3 separate regions of the Mus musculus genome follow, and regions 1 and 2 are each linked to region 3. Evidence: chromatin contacts called from public HiChIP or PLAC-seq data. All regions are on one chromosome and are shown on one strand. The core of a region is the stretch at or near the end of the contact, and the rest is flanking DNA. Distances in the headings are between cores, read along the strand shown.

Region 1 (5,081 bases), core at 1,812-4,311, 490 kb after region 3:
CAGCTTTCTATTTCAACAACATGGCTATTTGCTGTCAGGCCTCCTTACCATGGTGGATAGTTATCCTTTGGAAGCATTACCCAAAGTGGTCTTTTTCTTCTATTACTTTCCTTGATCATGGTGCTTTAGGAAAGCAGCAGACAAAAATATAGAAAAACATTATGATTGGATTTAAGGTTCCCTTTCAGAGAAAAAAAATCATGTCATATTCTGAAAGCTAATCAAGAACAGAATATATGTTAGGTCATAAGAATTATGTGGCCATTTTAAAAAATGATATCATCTAAAATCATCATAACATATATGGTGTCTTTTTCTTTCAGTAAAAAGTAAGTGACATAATGGCCTCACAGTCAGGAAATATTGAGACATAATAAAGTATATATTTGAGGTCTGGATGTAGTAATATGTCTTTAAGAACAGTTTTTTAATAACAATATTGATCGAAGTATCACACATCAGATTATAAATAATCGTGACTAAAAAAAAACTACAACTGTCAGCTTTGATCAAATGTGGACCCTGTATCTATCTTGTATTCAGTTGGGTTTCAACAGGCAGACTCTAGTCTAAAATGCTCAGTTGAGATCCTAAGGACAATATGTAATGCAGCATCCTTTCTAGACCAAAGAAATAGAGTATGGAGTCAAAATTCAAGGATTACTTAAAAGAAATAATTTTCTTTGTATCTAAGCAGATAAAAAGTGTAAAATAAGATCAATGAATTCAATTCCCCAATAAAAAGACACAGACTAATAGACTGGATACACAAACAGGACCCAACATTTTGCTGCTTACAGGAAACCCACCTCAGGGAAAAAGACAGACACTACTACCTCAGAGTGAAAGGCTGGAAAACAATTTTCCAAGCAAATGGTCCAAAGAAACAAGTTGAAGTAGCCATTCTAATATCCGATAAAATTGACTTCCAACCCAAAGTTATCAAAAAAGACAAGGTGGGGCACTTCATACTCATCAAAGGTAAAATCTACCAAGATGAACTCTCAATTCTGAATATCTATGCTCCAAATGCAAGGGCAGGCACATTCATTAAAGAAATTTTAGTAAAGTTCAAAGCATACATTGCACCTCACACAACAATAGTGGGAGACTTCAACACCCCACTCTCACCAATGGGCAGATCCTGGAATCAGAAACTAAACAGAGACACATGGACATTAATAGAAGTTATGAAACAAATGGATTTAATAGGTATCTACAGAACATTTTATCCTAAAACAAAAGGATATATCTTCTTCTCAGCACCACATGGTACCTCCTCCAAAACTGACCATATAATTGGTCACAAAACAGGCCTCGACAGATACAAAAATTTTGAAATTATCCCATGTATCCTCTCTTATCTTCAATAACAACATGAATAATAAAAAGCCAACATTCATGTGGAAACTGAACAACACTCTACTCAATGATCCTTGGTCAAGGATGAAATAAAGAAATTAAAGACTTTTTAGAGTTTAATGAAAATGAAGTCACAACATAACCAAACTTATGGGACACAATGAAGGCAGTCCTAAGAGGAAAACACATAGCCCTGAGTGCCTCCAAAAAGAAACTAGAAAGAGCATACACTAGCAGCCTGACAGCACATCTAGAAGCTCTAGAACTAAAGGAAGAAAATTCACCCAAAAGGAGTAGACGGCGGGAAATAACAAAACTCAGGGCTGAAATCAACCAACTGGAAACTAAAAGAACTATTCAAAGAATCAAACAAACCAGGAGCTGGTTCTTTGAGAAAATCAACAAGATAGATAAACCCTTAGCCAGACTAACTATGGGCACAGAGACAGTATCCTAATTAACAAAATCAAAAATGAAAATGGAGACATAACAACAGAACCTGAGAAAATCCAAAACATCATCAGATCCTACTACAAAAGGATATACTCAACAAAACTAGAAAACCTGGATGAAATGGACAACTTCCTAGACAGATACCAGGTACTAAAATTAAATCAGGATCAGATTAATGATCTAAACAGTCCCATTTCCCCTAAAGAAATGGAAGCAGTCATTAATAGTCTCCCAACCAAAAAAAGCCCAGGACCAGATGGGTTTAGTGTAGAATTCTATCAGACCTTCAAAGAAGACCTAATTCCAACTCTTCTCAAGCTATTCCACAAAATAGAAACAGAAGGTACTCTACCCAATTCATTCTATGAAGCCACAATTACTCTAATACCTAAACCACAGAAAGATCCAACAAAGAAAGAGAACTTCAAACCAATCTCCCTTATGAATATCAATGCAAAAACACTCAATAAAATCCTCCCAAACAGAATCCAAGAACACATCAAAACAATCATCCAACATGACCAAGTAGGCTTCAACCCAGGAATGCAGGGATGGTTTAATGTATGGAAATCCATCAATGTAATCCACTATATAAACAAACCCAAAGACAAAAACCACATGATCATCTCATTAGATGCTGAGAATGCATTTGAAAAATCCAACACCCCTTCATGATAAAAGTCTTGGAAAGATCAGGAATTCAAGGCACATACCTAAACATAATAAAAGCAATATACAGCAGACCAGTAGCCAACATCAAGCTAAATGGACAGTAACTCGAAGCAATCCCACTAAAATCAGGGACTAGAAAAGGCTGCCCACTTTCTCCCTACCTATTCAATGTAGTACGTGAAGTCCTAGCCAGAGCAATTCCACAACAAAAAGAGATCAAGGGGATACAAATTGGAAAGGAAGAAGTGAAAATATCACTATTTGCAGATGATAAGATAGTATATATGAGTGACCCCAAAAATTCTACCAGAGAACTCCTAAACGCAATTGTGAGAGTGGTAGCAGAAAATGCAGCCCTGCCCACACGCCTGCCCTACTCCTGCCCATTTCCCAGCCCAACCTCTCCTCTGACCTGGAAGGTGACAGGACCAGCTGTTGAAGGTCCTAAGAGGCCAGCACAACAACTGCAGCTTATGGAAGTTTTTCAGTTTCCACAAATACTAGGCACTGGTCTCCCTCCAGGACTTCCGGACCAGGAGGCAGCAGAGATACAAGGAGAATGCTGAAATGGCAGAACTTCCCTTCACTTCTGCCTAGCCCCTCCTTCTGGACCCGCTCAATATTCAGCAGCTTCCTGCAATTCTTCTAAGCCTACCTACTTCAGGACCTTTTAATTAATTAGCTTCCCAATTCTTCACAGCAATTTTTGTTGTTTTGGAGTTTTGCTTGCTTGCTTGCTTGCTTGCTTGCTTGCTTGCTTGCTTGCTTGCTTGCTTGTTCCTGTGCTTTAAATTTGTCTTTTCATTAAACTCATCAAATCATGCGGGAATCCCACACTCCCCAATCAGGAACCACTCCTCCAATTCTGTTTCAGGCTGCCTTCCACACAACTTCCCAGGACCTACTCTGCACAGCTTCCCCACAAGGTTGCTGCTAGACTAGACAAGAACTGGATGTACTAGGACACTGCACCTGGGTTCTGAACCCTTCAGATACAACTAATCCTGTCTAACTTCTCATATTGTGGGTCTAGCAATCTGGGCTAAAAATGCACACAATTAAGCAATCCTTCTGAATTCTGATGCTCAGAACAGACATCCAAAACAAACAGAAACTATGATAAAATGTCCTTGGCTCAAACCACAAACCATATATGTATCCTATAAGGAGCACAGTTTACGTGATATCCAAGATAAAAATTGAAAACCCATAGTAATGACCAAGGAGATTAAAGTTTTTAAACATGTAAATCCACTCAGACAGGAACAAAATGAATCATGGGCAAGAAAATAACACCAGATGCCTGAAGGAAATGCGGACACTATAAAATATTAAAATTGAGTTCAATGGGTGCTTAGAAATGCCAAAAGAAAAAAAAAAGCTGGGTGTGGTGGCTCATGCCTTTATTCCCAGCACTTGGGAGGCAGAGGCAGGAGGATTTCTGAGTTTGAAGCCAACCTGGTCTACTGGTCTACTGAGTGAGTTCCCAAAAGCCAGGGCTATACAGAGAAACCCTGTCTCAAAAAACCAAAAAAAAAAAAAAAAAAAAAAAAAAAAACACAACAACAACAAATAAAATGCAGTAAGGCAAATAAAAATAATACAGAGAGAACCTGTGGGAGACAAATTATAAGTCTTGGAGAAAATTAACATGATTTTAGGTCAAGGCACAGTATTATTTACTGCTTGAAGGGTCAGGCACTAAAGAGAAACTCCTTTGGAAAACTGTCTAGATTTTTGTCAAAAAAAAAAGAAAAAGAAAAGAAAAGAAAGAAAGTATGAAGGAAAGAAAACTAGAACAAAATTACAATGCATACTACACTGTTTGTTCATAAATAGTTTCCTGATTGTTCACTGTAATACTCTATGTACACCCATGCATATCAGCATAAGCTGGGGAAAGAAGACTCGAGGTTTACCCAGGTCTCATTAGACTATTGCTAGGAAGTCAACTCTTTTTATGATTATAATGAGTTCCAGGATTCTCATGTAACCTCCAGGGTTGTGATGACTGTGAGAGGTTAAAATGGATTCTAGCTAAGCATGGAAGTGAGAGCTCAGAAGCACAAGCCCAGACCTGGGGGTCTGGCTTTAAAGAACAGGGTTCTGTGCTCATGGACACCTTTCAAATGGCAGGGCTACTTGTTTACCATTGTGGTGACTTTTAGTTTTTCCCATATTGTACTTATGCCAAAAAATATGTCACAAGTTAATTGATTCTTCATATGTGAATATGATTAAATAAACATACTTTAATGTGAATAGATTAAATAAACATACTGGTGATTCATAATGCATCTGAGTTGAGTTAAGGAAAGAAATGAAAGCCTTTCCCTCAGAGCATTTAACTAAGTGTGAGTCCAAAGTTGAATTCTCTACTTCATGTTCCCTTGTGCCTTCTATCCTTTGTGTGTCTGTTCAGTTAGTTTAAATCTTTAACTTCCTGAAGGCTGCCTCATGCATCTCTCCCTTTCTATCTGCCTTTTGTCTCCATGTGTAAGGTAGAAAATTTAAGTTTGACCCCCTAGACCAAGTTGGAGCCAAGAAAGAAAAATAGGTGGTCCCTGAAGCACCCTGTTCTGAGAATGGCTGAC
Region 2 (4,978 bases), core at 93-2,592, 420 kb before region 3:
TTGTTCCAGGGAGTCTAACATAGGCAAAGCCTACAGAGTTTGCCTTAGGATGAGGCACAGAACAGGTTAATTAAGGTCACTTACCTCTTCATCATTTACAGCAGATCAGAACCCAGATGTCTGACTTCTGAAGGCTTTCTGACAGGAATCCAGTAGAGTTGATTTCAAGGTTCACACAGGCACTAGTAGCTGTAACCTTATGTTGAAGATGTGATCCAAATGAAATCTATAACTAAGGGCAGCAAATCTGAGGTAGTCAACCTTGCGAAGGCTCAGTATCTGAACGTAAAGATGTTTGAATGGCCACTTGCTGCAGGTTTGGTTTTATACACAGAGCAAATATGGAAACACTGTTGAATCTAATTCACAAATACTTAAGACAATGAAACACCCCTAAATCCAACACACATCAAGATCAGTTGTGACTCTTGAACTTCCATAATGCAACAGGGACAGTCACTGGACTTTGAGGTCTTCAGTCAGTCACTGTAGATCCATAAATCAAAACGATGAATGGCTGTTCTTGGTGGTTAGCTGTGGTCTAATTACCTTCGTAGGCTTAGCAAAGACCATTCCTTACCTATACTGTGTGTGGCTGTACTTCTGATTCTCAAGCACAGCATACTGGTTGTCTAGCTGAAGTTTAAGGGCCTGGTTTTTTGAAACCTCCTCCCTATCTCTATTTTTGTGTCTTACTACTTCAAAGCTCTTCTCCATTTCTTTATCCTTCCGGCTCTCTACATGCTTGTCAGTGGACTGCAGGGATGGGAACTGTGTGTCACTGTATATTTCCGGTGGTCCTTGTGGTGTTTTCCTTGTTGTGGTTAGCCTTGCCTCAGGAGGCCTAAATACACCACTGGGCATTGCTGGCCCCGGGGTTTCTGTAACTGTTACTGGAGCAGGAGGCGCTTGTACCAGAACGGTTTTATTCCAGGGACCTGGAGATTTTTCTGCTCCACTGCCACCTCTACCTTCTTCCCAATTATCTCCTGGATCTTCTCTCTTCTCATTATCATCATCTTGCTTTTCACTTATTTGCATTGCCTGAACTCTTAATCCACTGTAATCAACCTCTATGTGCTCAAATTCTTTCCACTCATTTTCATCCTTCGTTATGGCCTTGTCGGCCGGGCCCGCGCTCCCGCTGTCTCTGGACCTAGCACCAGAGCCCGAGCTCCCTAAGTCGCCCGACCTGGCACCTGAGACCGAGCTCCGGCCATCGCCCGGCCTGGAGCCCGCCGCCGCGCTGCTCCCGTCAGTGCCGCTCGCAACGTTGGCCGCCCGACTGCTCCGTTCCTTCTTTTTCTTGTCCCTCTTGGCGAAGAAGTTGTCCAGGCTCCGCTCCTCGGTCTCGGCCTTGACCGTGGTCCGGATGGGTGGGGGCGGCGCTCGCGGCTCCGAGTTCTGGGTCAAGGCCGCTGTGCGCTCAGGCTGCGGGGTGTGGCGTCGCCTCAGCCCCGCGGGGTCGTCGAGGCGCAGGCGGCAGGACCGCCGGCTCCCCCCGTGCTCTGGTGTGACGTCGCCTCAGCCCCACGGGGTCGCCGAGGCGCGGGAGGCAGGGCGGCCGGCTCCCCCGTGCTCTGGTGTGACGTCGACTCAGCCCCACGGGGTCGCCGAGGCGCGGTTGGCAGGGCGGCTCCCCCCGTGCTCTGGTGGTATGCTCCTCCCCGGGAACCGCGAGCGTGGAGCAGGGTCGCGCCCGCACCGCTGCCTGAGGGACTAGGAAGACGTTCCCTGGCGAAAGCTCAGCTAAGGATGGCGCCAGAAGGAGGAAGATGCTCGGGCCTGAGGAGGGGCGAGAGGACTGGGAGGGAAGGAAGGAGGGCGGGAAACCAGCTGAGAGAGGCAGCACCGCGCCTGTGCGCTCAGTTCCGTCCTCCGCTGTGGGCGTGCCGAGGGGGGCGGGCGGCGGGATGAGAAGGGGGCGGGTCTTCCGGGAGAGCCAATCAGATGTTATTTCATTTCTTTTTCATTTACCTTGCATTAAATACACAGTGCTTTCAAATTCATGGCTACTGTTTGATTTAGTTGTTGTTACCATTTGACATTGACTGAAGTTACTCTGCAGGACTTATCAACTTAGGTAGAGATTGCAGCAGTGGGCAACGAGTGTGTAACAAATTATGTACACAAAATACCCTGTTCTTTGTAAGAGGAACAGTAAGTTCTCTTGGAGACAAATAAATTCTCCTAAAATAAATATTTCCCATACTAGGGCTCTGTCTGTCCCTGGGGTGGCAGTGCAGAGCTAGTAATGCCCCAGCTGTCTGAGTCATTTGATCTCTTGAATCCCCCAAATAGAGGATCTACTGCTGTCCTGTGGCCAAGCTTCATGGTACAAGTTAATGAGGGACTCTGACCAGGCCTACCATCCTAGGGATGGTACTATTAATGTGGAAACATGGAATAAAATTGGTGAGCGAATTAGAAGCTTTTAGGCTGCTCATGGTCCTGAAAAGGTGCCCATTGAAGCTTTTACTTTGTGGTCCTTAGTAAAGGAATGCCTGAGAGTAGATACAGGAGATGAGAAATGGGCATGGGGGACTCCATCGACAGTAAACCCGAGAAAGGTAGGAAGAGTGGCTAGAATATGGGACACACATTAAGTAGACATGAATTGTTTTTAACAGGATCTCAAGGAATCCCTCAAGACACGAGGAACATGGGTTAAGAAAATTTGTTCACAGCCAAGAGCTGCTCTAGGTGGGAGGAATAGGGTTTAAAATAAAATAAAATAAATAAAGAGTAAAACACAAAACTACAAAAACATAATAACAGGTGTTAGAAAAATTCTTACATTTACGTTGTTCTTAATTCCCAGAAGTAGGAATGATATGTGTGTGTGTGTGTGTATTCATATATATATGAAAGAATTTGACAAGTTTGAGGAGTAATTAGGAGAGTTAGAAAAGCAGGGCACTGGGCAGCAACTATCAGAAGCTACCACTGTGACTCCTCACCCTTTGCTGGCAGAATTCCCAGAAGAAGGAGATAAAGAATTAGACTTTGAACATGAGAGAGAAAAAGATAGAGAGACTAGGTTTCAGAAAAGCAGTTATCCCCTGTTCGGGACCTTTTAGCAAAAGAGAAGAAAAATGGAAATAAGCTATTTTAGAGCTCTCCTAGGGACAGGAGGAAATCGGGAGACGCCTTGCTTCCTCTCTGTCTCCTATGGAGATATTCTTAGTTCTGGTTAGGATATCTGGGTCCCTTTGAGACATCAAGTTCTAATCCCTGTCTATTGTCTGTTCTTGGTGCACCAAATTGTCCATATGTCTGTCAATTTATGTTTGTTTTTGTTTTGTTGTTTGAATGAGTGTTGTTCTGTGTTTCATGTTGAAAAATATAAATGTTTAAAACTTTATCTGCTGGATGTCCATCCTTTGATTTAGTTTAACTTGTTTCAAAGGCAGTCTCAATTTGCATAGCAAAAACTGATAAGTTACACTGCACTGCAGTTGGGAGTCAAGTAGAGGTGGAAAAGCCCTGCTAGAGGCTGATTATCTACACAAGCAATTCTTAAAGGGGTCAACAGATTTTTGCTTATAACAGAAAGTTAGCTTAAAATTGGTAACTCAAGGTTGGAGTCATTCTAAACAACACATGGCATGAGCCAACCCAGGAAAACAGGTTTTTAAAGATACTTCTAAATTGGGATAATATTTTGTTTAATTATTATTCTAGAAAGTAGATTTATAAAGGATAGAAATTAAAGCAATGTCTCTTCAATGACGTATGAAAAGCTGCACTGTCATGCATTCATATATAAGAACAGGTAGACAAACTTCATAATGTGAAGGTGATGATTTTTGGTATTGATTTTAAAGAGAATAGATTGTTTAAAATTGAGTTTTGCTTTCCAAAAGTTAAGGATATATTCTAATATTGCAAAAGAAACTTAAAAATTATGATTAAAATTGACAGTGTTTCACTGAGTGCAGTTTGATCGCAAGCTCATGATTTTTAACTCACCTATATATTGTAATTAGGATGATTATAAGCGTCTACCTTATGAGAACACTAATGCAGCTCCCTGTAGACATCAGGCCATACAAAGCAAAGACAGACTTATCTGGATATATTCATCTTTGTGTAGAAATTGGACCCTCATACAATCAGTTTGGCTATCGTTGCTGCTTGCAGGGGCTACAGTACAGGCAATGCTTCCAGCACTAAAGTTAAGTATAAATCATCTTATGAAAGACTGTCCAAAAATTAGAAGCATAGACATACAGTCAAATTTTTCCCCTGGAATCTGTCCTCACTGCAGAAGGGATAATCTTTGGGCCAGGACTCTGGCAGTATGCTCAGATTATATTTGAGGTAATGCAAAGCTCAGAGCAGCCTCATGGAGGCAGGTGTGGCATTTCTTTGGTTTTGCAAACCCTGCCCAGTGAAGTTTTGGGATTTCACCTCTACTTGCCTCCTGAGAATTATTTTTTTTTTAAAGATTTATTTATTTATTACATGTAAGTACACTGTAGCTGTCCTCAGATACTCCAGAAGAGGGCATTAGATTTCGTTATGGATGGTTGTGAGCCACCATGGGATGCTGGGATTTGAACTTGGGACCTTTGGAAGAGCAGTCGGCGCTCTTAACCACTGAGCCATCTTGCCAGCCCGAGAATTATTTTTAACACAAAACATTATTACAGATCTATGCAGATGTTACTCAAAATAAAGTTTAAACTTAGATATATGAAATGTCAATGAGGGTGTAGAATTTCTAAAGGCATTACATTCTGGTCTGCCCACTCTAAATAGAATAGAGGAAGCTTCTGTAATCAATTGTTATCTATTGTAATCAGTGGTAATTAAACATTAGCTGCTTATTTTAGTTATTGTATCTCAATGTGCCCACAGCAATTCTTTGGTAAGAGAACAGTAATGTGGAATCATCTTTCTTCATCTCTAAGTAAAGTTTTAACATGCTATTATGAAGCTGTTGTGGTGTTAATCAAAATTTGTAAGATAAAAT
Region 3 (4,595 bases), core at 1,031-3,530:
AGGAAAGGCAGAAGATTTGAGTAAGGTGGCTGAGAGTCCCAGGAAATCAGTTCCAAATCTTAATTACGTGCAATACTCATGGTGTTCTCAGATTTTCAAGTGTCTTAACATAGTAACTGACTCTCAATATACAGAAACGTTTGTTTTACACATAGAGACTGTTGATCTTATTTAGGATGATTCTGAATTGACTTCACTATTTATTCAACTACAACAAATAAGAGTAAATGACTACATATAACACATATAAGATCCCATACAGATTTGCCAGGCTCTCTGGCACAGAGTAATAATGAAATTGACCGTTAATTGATAGGAAGTGTACTAAAGGCTTTGGAATTACATTAAAAAATTCCATGTTAATAGCAAAGGTTTAAAGAAAGAATTCTCTATCACAAGAAAAGTCTGTCAGTTGTCCCCATGTCTCTTTGATATAATATTAGAAGTTCTAGCTCAAGCAATAAGGCAACTAAGAGAATCTAAGGGAATACCATTTGGAAAGAAAAAAATAGTGATTTTTCTATTTTCAGATGATATGATAGTATATATATGTGATCCAAAAAAATTCTACCAAAATGTTACATTGATAAATGTAGCAAAGTGTCTGCATACACAATTGACTTGAAGAAATCATTAGTTCTGCTCCACACAAATAAACAGGCTGATAAACAGCCTGAAAAAGAAGTTAGGGAAACAGAACACTTCACATTAGCCATACAGAAATAAATAAATAAATGAATAAATGAATAAATAAATAAATAAATAAATAAATAAATAAAATGCATTCACATTTCTCTAAGTAAGCAAGTGAAAAGCTACATGGCAAGAAATTCAAGTATCTGAAGAAAGAAACAGGAAAATATCAGAAGTTGGAAATACCTCCCTTGCTCATATATCAATAGGATAAACATAATGAATATGTCCATCTTACCAAAAAGAAACTTAGAGATTCAGTGCAATTCCCTTCAAAATTCCAGCACAATTCTTCACAGATTTTGAAAGAAAAAATCGCAACTTCATATGGAAAAGCAAAAAAACACAGGATAGATAAAATATTTCTGAACAACAACAAAAAGAACTTCTGGAGGCATCAATATCTGTAATTTTAAGCTTTACAGCACAAAAATTAGTAATAAAATTTTGCACGGTACTGGTATAGAACTAGATAGGTGGATCATTGGAATTCAATAGAACACACAATAATAAACCCACTCACCTACGGACACAATTATTGGCAAAGAAGCTAAAACCATACATTGAAAGTGGAGAGCATCTTCTATGAATGATGTGGTCTAACTGGATGTCTTCATGCAGTAAAATGCATATAGATCCATATTTATCACCCTGCATATCACTCAAGTCCAAATGAATCAAAGACCTCATTATGAATCTATACACATCTAAATTAATAGAACAAAAAGTGGGGAATAGCCTTGAACTCATTGGAATAGAAAACAACTTCCTTAATAGAACACCCATAGCCCTGATACTAAGGTCAAGAATTAATAAATGGAACATCATAAATGTGAAACCCTTCTGTAAGTCAAAAGACAGCATGATCAGGATACCTATAGATTAGGCAAATATCTTCACTTGTTCTACATACAATCGTCAAGGATTCCTGCTTCTAAGTAGAATGAGGGGAGACTTGTGTGAGGGGTTATAGGGAGAAGAGGAAGGGCTGATATTGTGATCTAGTGTGAGCAAATAACTTCAATCTAAAAGATACACATGAAGAATAGGAAGACCTTCATTTACATGGAAAATAGAAAATAGAAGCATGACATGTGAATATGCATGTACTGCTTGCAAGGTGAAATGATGATTGTCTAAAGAATTCTCCAAATATTTCAGACCAAAAAAGTATAGAAATTTGAATTGTCCTAATTTTACAATGCATTACAATTATCATTTCTATGTTTATTAACATACACAGAGGTATGAATAGAGTGGTGATCTCATCATTCATATGCACAGTTCAATAAATTATAAAATCCCTAATATTTATTCTTATATAGAAAGTCAATTACATGGTCATTAGGAAAATCTTGAAGATAAATCTTGAAATAGGAAAATAATATTTAAAATAGTTTCATACAAAATTGATTATACAGACAGAATATGAAGAAGAAAATTCATACCATATTTTTCCATACATTTTCAATGATTTCTTTTTTTTTTAATTTTAGCAGAGTTTTACCTCTTTACAGAGCATATGTGTAATATGCTCTGTGCTGTTGCTAACTGGACTCAGAAAAAGGCATCAGATGTCCCAAACTGACATTTAGGGTGGTTGACAGGCACCATGGGGGTCAGGCATTGAACAAGTTTTCTATTTAAAAGATGGTGTTAGCTCCCTTGTCAAAGATCAAGTGACCATAGGTGTGTGGGTTCATTTCTGGGTCTTCAATTCTATTCCTTTGGTCTACCTATCTGTCGCTATACCAGTACCATGCAGTTTTAAATCACAATTGCTCTGTAGTACCGCTTTAGGTCAGGCATGGTGATTCCACCAGAGATTCTTTTATCATTGAGAAGAGTTTTTCCTATCCTAGGTTTTTGTTATTCAAGATGAATTTGCAGATTGTCCTTTCTAATTCTTTGCAGAATTGAGTTGGAATTTTGATGGGGATTACATTGAATCTGATTGCTTTCAGCAAAATAGCCATTTTTACTATATTGACCCTGCCAATCCATAAGGATGGGAGATCTTTCCATCTTCTGATTTCTTCTTTGATTTCTTTCTTCAAAGACTTGAAATTCTTATCATACAGATCTTTCACTACCTTAGTTAGAGTCACACCAAGGTACTTTATATTATTTGTGACTATTGTGAAGGGTGTTGTTTCCCTAATTTCTTTCTCAGCCTGTTTATTCTTTGTGTAGAGAAAAGCCATTGATTTGTTTGAGTTAATTTTATTTCCAGCTACTTCACTGAAGCTGTTTATCAGGTGTAGGGGTTCTCTGGTGGAATGTTTAGGGTCACTTATATATACTATCATATCATTTGTAAATAGTGATATGTTGACTTCTTCCTTTCCAATTTGTATTCCCTTGATCTCCTTTTGTTGTCAAATTGCTCTGGCTAGGACTTCAAGTACTATATTGAATAGGTTGGGAGAAAGTGGGCAGCCTTGACACTGCCAATAAGACAAAAAGGCCACCAACAAACTGGGAAAAAATCTTTACCAATCCTAAATCAGATAGGGGAGGATTATCCAATATATATAAAGAACTCAAGAAAATGGACTCCAGAAAATTTTAAAAAAAAATTTAAAAATGGGGCTCAGAACTAAACAAAGAATTCTCAACAGAGGAATATGGAATGGCTGAGAAGCACCTAGAAAAATGTTCAACATCCTTAATCATTGGGGAAATGCAAATCAAAACAACCCTGAGATTCCACTCACACCACTCAGAATGGCTAAGATCAAAAGTTCAGGTGACAGCAGATGCTGGAGAGGATGTGGAGAAAGAGGAACACTGTTCCATTGTTGGTAGGATTGCAAGCTTATACAAACACTCTGGAAATCAGTCTGGCGGTTTCTCAGAAAATTGGACATAGTACTACCGGAGGATCCAGCAATACCTCTCCTGGGCATATATCCAGAAGATGTTCTAACTGGTAATAAGAACACATGGTCCACTATGTTCATAGCAGCCTTATTTATAATAGCCAGAAGCTGGAAAAAACCCAGATGTCCCTCAACAGAGGAATGGATACAGAAAATTTGGAACATTTGCACAATGGAGTACTACTCAGCAGTTAAAAACAATGAATTTATGAAATTCTTAGGCAAATGGATGGATCTGGAGGGCATCATCTTAAGTGAGGTAACCCAATCAATCACAAAAGAGCTCACATAATATGTACTCACTGATAAATGGATATTAGCACAGAAACTTAGAATACCCAAGATACAACTTGCAAAACATATGATACTCAAGAAGAATGAAGACCAAAGTGTAGACACTTCGCCCCTTCTTAGAATTTGGAACAAAACAATCATGGAAGGAATTACAGAGACAAAGTTTGGAGGTGAGACGAAAGGATGGACCATCCAGAGACTGCTGCTCCTGGGGATCCATCACATAATCAGCCACCAAACTCAGACACTATTGCATACACCAGCAATAATTTGTGCCTGGCAAGCACAGAAGTGGATGCTCACAGTCAGCTATTGGATGGAACACAGGGCTCCCAATGGAGGAGCTAGAGAAAGTACCCAAGGAGCTGAAGGGGTCTGCAACCGTATAGGTGGAACAAAAATTTGAACTAACCAGTACCCCCAGAACTCATGTCTCTATGCCCCAGTACAGGGGAACTCCAGGGCCAAGAAGTGGGAGTGTGTGGGTAGGGGAGCAAGGGGGGAGGGTATATGGAACTTTTGGGATAGCATTTGAAATGTAAATGAAGAACATACCTAATAAAAAATTGGAAAAATAAAAAAATTAAAAATAAATGTTTATATAATGATAAATCTAAAGACAGCTAATTTTTTTTAATTGATAAATATTGCTTAAAAGTCAATGAAAACTCCAGTGATCCTTATGGGACTAATTTTTAAACCTCCCAGTGGATGCATAATCTCCAA

What was found. HiChIP or PLAC-seq counts read pairs in DNA pulled down with a chosen protein or histone mark.
Region 1: a contact with region 3 is called in an H3K27ac HiChIP or PLAC-seq map of embryonic stem cells, with 29 read pairs. The contact joins two enhancer-like sites. A contact is called at or near these places in 2 of 15 datasets of contacts at CTCF or cohesin (both in the NIH/3T3 cell line), 1 of 484 Hi-C or Micro-C datasets (nephron progenitors), 23 of 115 datasets of contacts at active chromatin or transcription factors (bone marrow-derived dendritic cells, cardiomyocytes, differentiating embryonic stem cells and 9 more) and 3 of 9 other capture datasets (embryonic stem cells, embryonic tail and embryonic trunk).
Region 2: an H3K4me3 HiChIP or PLAC-seq map of embryonic stem cells shows a contact between it and region 3, with 2.7 times the contacts expected there. The contact joins two enhancer-like sites. A contact is called at or near these places in 2 of 115 datasets of contacts at active chromatin or transcription factors (embryonic stem cells and stem cell-derived neural progenitor cells) and 2 of 9 other capture datasets (embryonic tail and embryonic trunk).

What each region holds. Positions count from the first base shown.
Region 1 is chr4:145,562,616-145,567,696 of GRCm38.p6, reverse strand. No RefSeq gene overlaps it. Among named protein-coding and RNA genes, the nearest start is that of Gm13212, 20 kb to the left of the region's middle. Within about 2 kb of position 3,061, at least 5 of the 459 cell types and tissues checked have an H3K27ac peak or open chromatin away from gene starts, as enhancers often do. A contact at or near this core is called in embryonic stem cells and expanded potential stem cells, where this site is marked.
Region 2 is chr4:146,471,710-146,476,687 of GRCm38.p6, reverse strand. It overlaps the pseudogene Vmn2r-ps16 and the pseudogene Gm13241. Among named protein-coding and RNA genes, the nearest start is that of Zfp992, 25 kb to the right of the region's middle. Within about 2 kb of position 1,342, at least 13 of the 459 cell types and tissues checked have an H3K27ac peak or open chromatin away from gene starts, as enhancers often do. A contact at or near this core is called in embryonic stem cells, where this site is marked.
Region 3 is chr4:146,053,231-146,057,825 of GRCm38.p6, reverse strand. No RefSeq gene overlaps it. Among named protein-coding and RNA genes, the nearest start is that of Zfp987, 42 kb to the left of the region's middle. Within about 2 kb of position 2,280, at least 10 of the 459 cell types and tissues checked have an H3K27ac peak or open chromatin away from gene starts, as enhancers often do. A contact at or near this core is called in embryonic stem cells and expanded potential stem cells, where this site is marked.